Linked DNA regions of Sus scrofa: region 1 is linked to region 2. The links are chromatin contacts, called in public HiChIP or PLAC-seq maps. All regions are on one chromosome and are shown on one strand. The core of a region is the stretch at or near the end of the contact, and the rest is flanking DNA. Distances in the headings are between cores, read along the strand shown. Region 1 holds the start of MAP4K1 (mitogen-activated protein kinase kinase kinase kinase 1). Region 2 holds the start of PSMD8 (26S proteasome non-ATPase regulatory subunit 8).

The links. HiChIP or PLAC-seq counts read pairs in DNA pulled down with a chosen protein or histone mark.
Region 1: an H3K27ac HiChIP or PLAC-seq map of alveolar macrophages shows a contact between it and region 2. The contact joins the promoter of MAP4K1 here to the promoter of PSMD8 in region 2. A contact is called at or near these places in 1 of 5 promoter capture datasets (liver), 6 of 47 Hi-C or Micro-C datasets (blood, embryonic fibroblasts, liver and 1 more) and 1 of 2 datasets of contacts at active chromatin or transcription factors (alveolar macrophages).

What each region holds. Positions count from the first base shown.
Region 1 is chr6:47,473,669-47,476,587 of Sscrofa11.1, reverse strand. It overlaps MAP4K1 (mitogen-activated protein kinase kinase kinase kinase 1), which reads left to right and starts at 1,498. Exons shown (of 32, transcript XM_021094343.1): 1 at 1,498-1,714; 2 at 1,883-1,940; 3 at 2,074-2,164; 4 at 2,851-2,915. The coding sequence starts at 1,616. It overlaps EIF3K (eukaryotic translation initiation factor 3 subunit K), which reads right to left and starts at 404. Exons shown (of 8, transcript XM_003127119.5): 1 at 245-404. The coding sequence starts at 303.
Region 2 is chr6:47,288,500-47,291,199 of Sscrofa11.1, reverse strand. PSMD8 (26S proteasome non-ATPase regulatory subunit 8) reads right to left here and starts at 1,309. Exons shown (of 7, transcript XM_005664584.3): 1 at 832-1,309. The coding sequence starts at 1,194.

The DNA.
Region 1 (2,919 bases), core at 249-2,748, 190 kb before region 2:
GAGGGGAAGCCGAGAAGCAGAGAGAGAGGCCTTACATCAATTAAAAAAGGGAGGACTGAGCGGTAGACAAGCTTATCGCCCGCCATAAGGCCTCTGCAGTGCTGTTTCCTTAAACATCTCCAAGACGACTGAAAAAACCCCACTCCCGGGCAAGCCCAGGATCCAGACCACCCTTGCTGTCTCCCGAAAAATCCCCTCCTCCATCCTGCTTGGCCAGAAGCGCTCCCTCTGACCAGGTTCAGACCTGTCGATACCCTTGAGCAACTTGCCCACGTTCGCTCTCATCTGCTCAAACATCGCCATGACTACTCTTGCCTCCCACACCGGGACTGAAGCCGAAGATCCTACAGGCACGGCGTCCTCGAGGACCGGAAAAGGAACTGCGGGTGGAGACGGAAACTACGTCACTGTTTCCTCTCCAGCCCTGGAGGCGAAGATGGAGGAGGCTCTAGCTGCGGCTGCCGCGCTTTCCGGCTGCCACGTGACTTCTTCCCAGCGTGCGCAGTTGGCGCGTGCGCATACGCTCCACTTGAGCAGGACCAAAGGCGTGAGTAAAAGACCAGTCTAGTTCAGTGCGCAGGCGCCCTCTCGAGGCGAGGAGGCGGGGCTGAGCTTTTCCCGGGCCTTGCGTACCCAGTCCTAGTCTCTGGGATGTGCGCGCGAGGTCCCTGGGAAGGAGGTGAATCCCTGACGGCGAGCACGCACGTCGCGCTGCGCGCTGTGGTGAACTCAAAACTGTGTTGGAATGCACTTGTTGAAGTCCCTTTGGGCCATGGCCAAGTCCCGAGGAAGGTGCTCTCGGAGGCCCCCTTTGCTCCAGGCCTCGACCCCTGAGGCAGGATCTAGAGCACCGCAGTTTCCAGCCCTGAACCGGGTCCCCAAGCTCCAACCTAACGCCAGGGTTAGCGGCCCGCAAAGCCGCTGTGCTCTGCTGGCAATGGCCGGGGTGAGAGGCTACTGAAACCCCACAGCTCACGCCCAGTCCCTATAGGCTCCAGTCTTGTGGGTGAAGGCGAGCGCCTCGTGAGTTATGTGCAGATTCTTCACACTGCAGGCATGAATGCACATGCATGTGTTATGTATGTGGAGGTATATGCTCTGAGTACTTTCACACGTATCGACTGCCCTTTGCACCGCACAGGGGTTACCACTAAGTGCATGTATGCGCTCCAGGTGAACAGTGACATACACTGCATGGCCATCTCTGTGCAGACCTGCCATCTCCCGGTCGTGGCCAAACTCTCAAGCACTCAGCTGAGGTTCAACTGTAGTTTTTGGCCGCCACCCAGAATGGGGGAAGGAGTGTTAGGGCACCCTCCGGGTCACAATTAAGATAGTTTGCATCTGGTTTACATTCAGCCTGGAAGTGAAGGGGGGGGTCCCCTGGGTCCCAAGGCAAGCTGCCCCTAACAGGCTCTCAGGGCCCAGGGGACAGGGGGTGGAGCCGGCTGCACAGCCCTGAGCTGGGGCAGGAAGCGAGAGTGGGGAGGGGGGAGGCCACAGCGGGTGGAGGCAAGGCGGGTGCAGGGCGTGTGGGGAGGGAGGGAGGTGCCAGCGATCTGAGCCCTGAGGCCCTGCTGGCCCCTGGGCGCAGGCCCGGCTCTGGCCCCCAGGAATGGACCTCGTGGACCCCGACATTTTTAATAGGGATCCCCGGGACCACTACGACCTGCTGCAGCGGCTGGGTGGCGGCACCTATGGGGAAGTCTTCAAGGTGAGGAACTCTGTCCTTCTCCATCACCCTCAAGCCAGTGACCTTTGGGGGGAGACCCAAGAAGGGAAGGGGATGCGAGAGGGTCCCGGTCCCTGGTTTTGGTTCAGGGATGCTGAGGAGGACTCAGGCAAATGGAGCCCGCCTGACTGCCAACTTCCCCTTTACAAGGCTCGAGACAAGGTGACGGGGGACCTGGTGGCATTGAAGATGGTGAAGATGGAGCCTGGTGAGGACAGGACCCAGGAGCTCCTTCCCCACACCCCCCACCTCCCGGGATGGTGGCGCCCCCCCCTCCCTGACTCCCTCCTCCCCACACTCCCTCCCTGCAGCGGCCTTTTCTCTTCTGCCCTTCCTTGCAGACGATGATGTGTCCACACTTCAGAAGGAAATCCTCATCTTGAAAACCTGTCGGCACGCCAACATCGTGGCCTACCACGGCAGTTATCTCTGGTGATGAGCCCCAGACCTGCCCTGGCACCCAGCCCGGCCTCCACCCCCAAACTCCCGTTCCTGACCAGGGGACCCCCTAACCTGACCTCCAATCCTGGACCAAAGTCCCACTTTTTTGACCAGATCGAATCTCCAATCCAGAACTCTCATTTCTGACCCGGGGGCCCTCCAGTTGATCCCTTCATAGTAACCAAACCTGAAAACGAGTCCCCTAAAACGCATCTTTCACCGTCCTGCTCTTCAGGTCCCCCACTTTCACTTTCTGTTCCTGAAGGTGAACCCCTTAATTTCCTGACCCCCCAATTAATATCCCAGATGCCTCGGTCATGATCTCTGTTCCCCAGACCTGGCATCCTGGGCTCCTCTGTCCCCATCGAACTTCCACAACCTGTGAGACCCGTGCCCTGTCTCCCAGGTTAGCATAGAACAACAGAGGATGCCATGGGTCTGGAGCCCAAAGACCTGGCTTTGATTCCACTTGACCCTAAACGTATATTTCCTCTCTGAGTCTCAACTTCCCCATCTATAAAATGGGAGTGGGGTGATGGTCACTCGGATGGGCAATAGATAGACGACGGCGCTTACATTAAAGTTTTTGTTGTCCTAGAACAAGATGGACAGTGAGCCAGGAGCTGTCCTATAAATAATCATTTTTTTCAGCTCTGATTATTTCTGCTCTTGAACAGGCTGCAGAAGCTCTGGATCTGCATGGAATTCTGTGGGGCTGGTTCTCTCCAGGACATCTACCAAGGTAA
Region 2 (2,700 bases), core at 60-2,559:
TATTAACAGGCCCACTGGGAAAACAGGGGACCCACTCCATGCCTGACCCAGTGCAATCAAGGGGGTGGGGGTGAGGGGCACTAGCACCTTCAGTTCTTTGGCAATCCTTTTCCACACTTTGTTGGGATGGGCCCAGCTACTCCCCTCCACCTACACCAAGAAGGTGGGGGGGGGCTAACCTCTCCCCATTGTCCAGCCCACACATCATCCCTTATCAAAGACACCCCCTCAGCAACTTGGTCCAGGCCACTGTATTTGTCCTCACTCCCACACTTGGCCTGAAGCACCTCCAGCACCATTCTGGTCCTTTACGAAAAGAATATTTTTCCTAGGTTCAATCCTGCCCTCTCAACTTGGCTGGGCCCCTCCCCCTCAGATGCACGCCTAAGCCTCTGATCTGAGACCCTCATGTGGCCTGGTTTTAACCACGCACCCCATCATCTCAGCTTTCTTCTTCCATCACCGCGTCCACTGTTCATTCCCCACTTGGCGTCGTCCAGAACCCTCCCTCAGAAAAAAACTCCGACACCCCCATCCTGCCACTCCAGCCAGCTAAGCCTCTAAGCACCAAAATTTGAACCTCTCACTCGTCTATGCTCGAACCACTCTCTCCGTCACCGCCGCCCCCTGCCCCCCACCGTGGGGCTGCATTTGGTCCATTCCAGGTCCCTCTCACTTCTTCATCCCTCCAAGCCCGAACTTTCGCTGTTCCGAATTCTTCACCCCATTGGATCGCCCAGCCCGCCTTGGTGCCGCCAGCAATGTGGCCCACTCCTGAGCCCAGAATTAGGTTCGGTCTGGGCCCCCCGAAGCGCCCCCGGTAACCCCTACCTTGAGACGGCCCAGTTCTTCACCGCATTTGCTAAGATTGGGGCTTTTACGGTTCCACTCGCCCTTGAGTTGTTCGTACATACCGGCTGCGGCCTGCAGGACTGCGCCCGAGGCCGCTGCAGGCCCCGAGCTCGAGCCGCCAGCCACCCCGTTCACCGTCGCGGCCGCCATCTTCCGTGATGCGGCAAACCGCCGAGCCGATTTACGGCAGCGACGCCTACTGCCGCTTGCCCGGCGGAAGTGGGCTCGGTAGGTGGAGCCCAAAGCCGGGGGCGGGGCTGCGACTGTGGGCCTCCGCACTCCGCGCTTGGTGCTCAGTCGCTTTCGGGGAGGTGCCCTCGAAGGCCGGCCTTTCACGAACATGTCGGTCGGGGCTCCGCCTCTGCTGTCACTCAAGATGGTGACCGGAAGTCTGCAAACTGTAAAGGGCAGCGCTTACAACGCCTCCCCTCCTCCCGGAGCCAATATGGCCGCCCTGGCTTCAGCTTGGTCTTTCCGGACGCTGCGTTCTTGTCTAGGTGGTGGAGCTGTTTGGAGAGCGATGTTATTCTTCCTGTATTATAGACCGGGTTTGAGAGGCTTCATAAACTTCCAAGAGACTAACAGCTGAGATTTGACTTTGGGTCTTTCTCTCTAATCTCTCAGTGCACCTTCCCAAACTCAAAGAAATGCAGGGAAGCTTTATAAAAATCATCCAGGCTTCATGCTGTATAGAGCAGGGAACTATATCTAATCGCTTGTAATAGAACATGATAGAATATGAGAAAATAATAAAAAAAAAGAAAAGAAAAAGATAATATGAGAAAAAGAATGTATATATAATTGGGTCACTTTTCTGTACAGCAGAAATGGACAGAACATTGTAAATGAACTATAATAAATTTTTAAAAATCATCCAATATTAACGGCTTTATATGCCACATTTTGGGGAGGATTCCCAATTTTTTTTTTATCCCTACCTGTTATTCCTCCATATATACCACACCTGCCTACTTAACGTCTCTCCTTTTTCTGAGTTCTCTTGTCTCTGTCATTTAGAAAGTCAGCTCCATGACAGCAGGGATGTTTATTGGGTTTTTTTTTTTTTTACTGTTGTATTCCTGGCTTGTGGTAGACAATGAATATTTGTTGAATGAGTGGATGAATGGATATGTAAATAAGTTGTCTTTAACAGTTTTTAAAGAAAAACTGCATCATACTATACATACCTTCCAAAATGCAACATGCCTTTTTTTTTTTTTTTTTTTTAAAGGAATACACTAAAGAGATCTCTGGAGATCAATGGACATATTTTTGACACTTTATAAAAAAACAGCTTCAGAATTCCCTTACGGCTCAGCAGGTTAAGGATTCCTTGTTGACACTGCTATGGCTTGGGTTGCTGCTATGGCATGGGTTCAATCCCTGGCCCCGGAACTTCCACCACATCCTGGTGGCTCAAACAAACAAAAATAATCCAAACATCAATATGGGAACCATTAAATCAATTGCATATTCACACTGTGGAATATCGTGCAGATGTTTTGTTTTGTTTGCTTTGTTTTGGACCCGGCCACTACAGTGACAGGATCTGATCCTTAACCTGCTGACTTGACCACAGAACTCCTTCAAGTCTTTGCCTTTTTTTTTTTTCTTTTCCATTTTTTTCCTTTGCCGTTTTTAATTGAGTTGTTTGTGGTTTTTTGTTGTTGTTGAGTCAGAGGAGTTCTTTATTTTCATTTTCGTTTGTTTTTGGCTGCACCCAAAACATGTGAAATTTCCCAGGCCAAGGATGGAACCTGCGCCACAGCAGGGACAATGGGGATCCTTAATCCCCTGAGGCACCAGGGAAAGGAGTTCTTTATTTTCTACATATTAGTCTTTATCAGA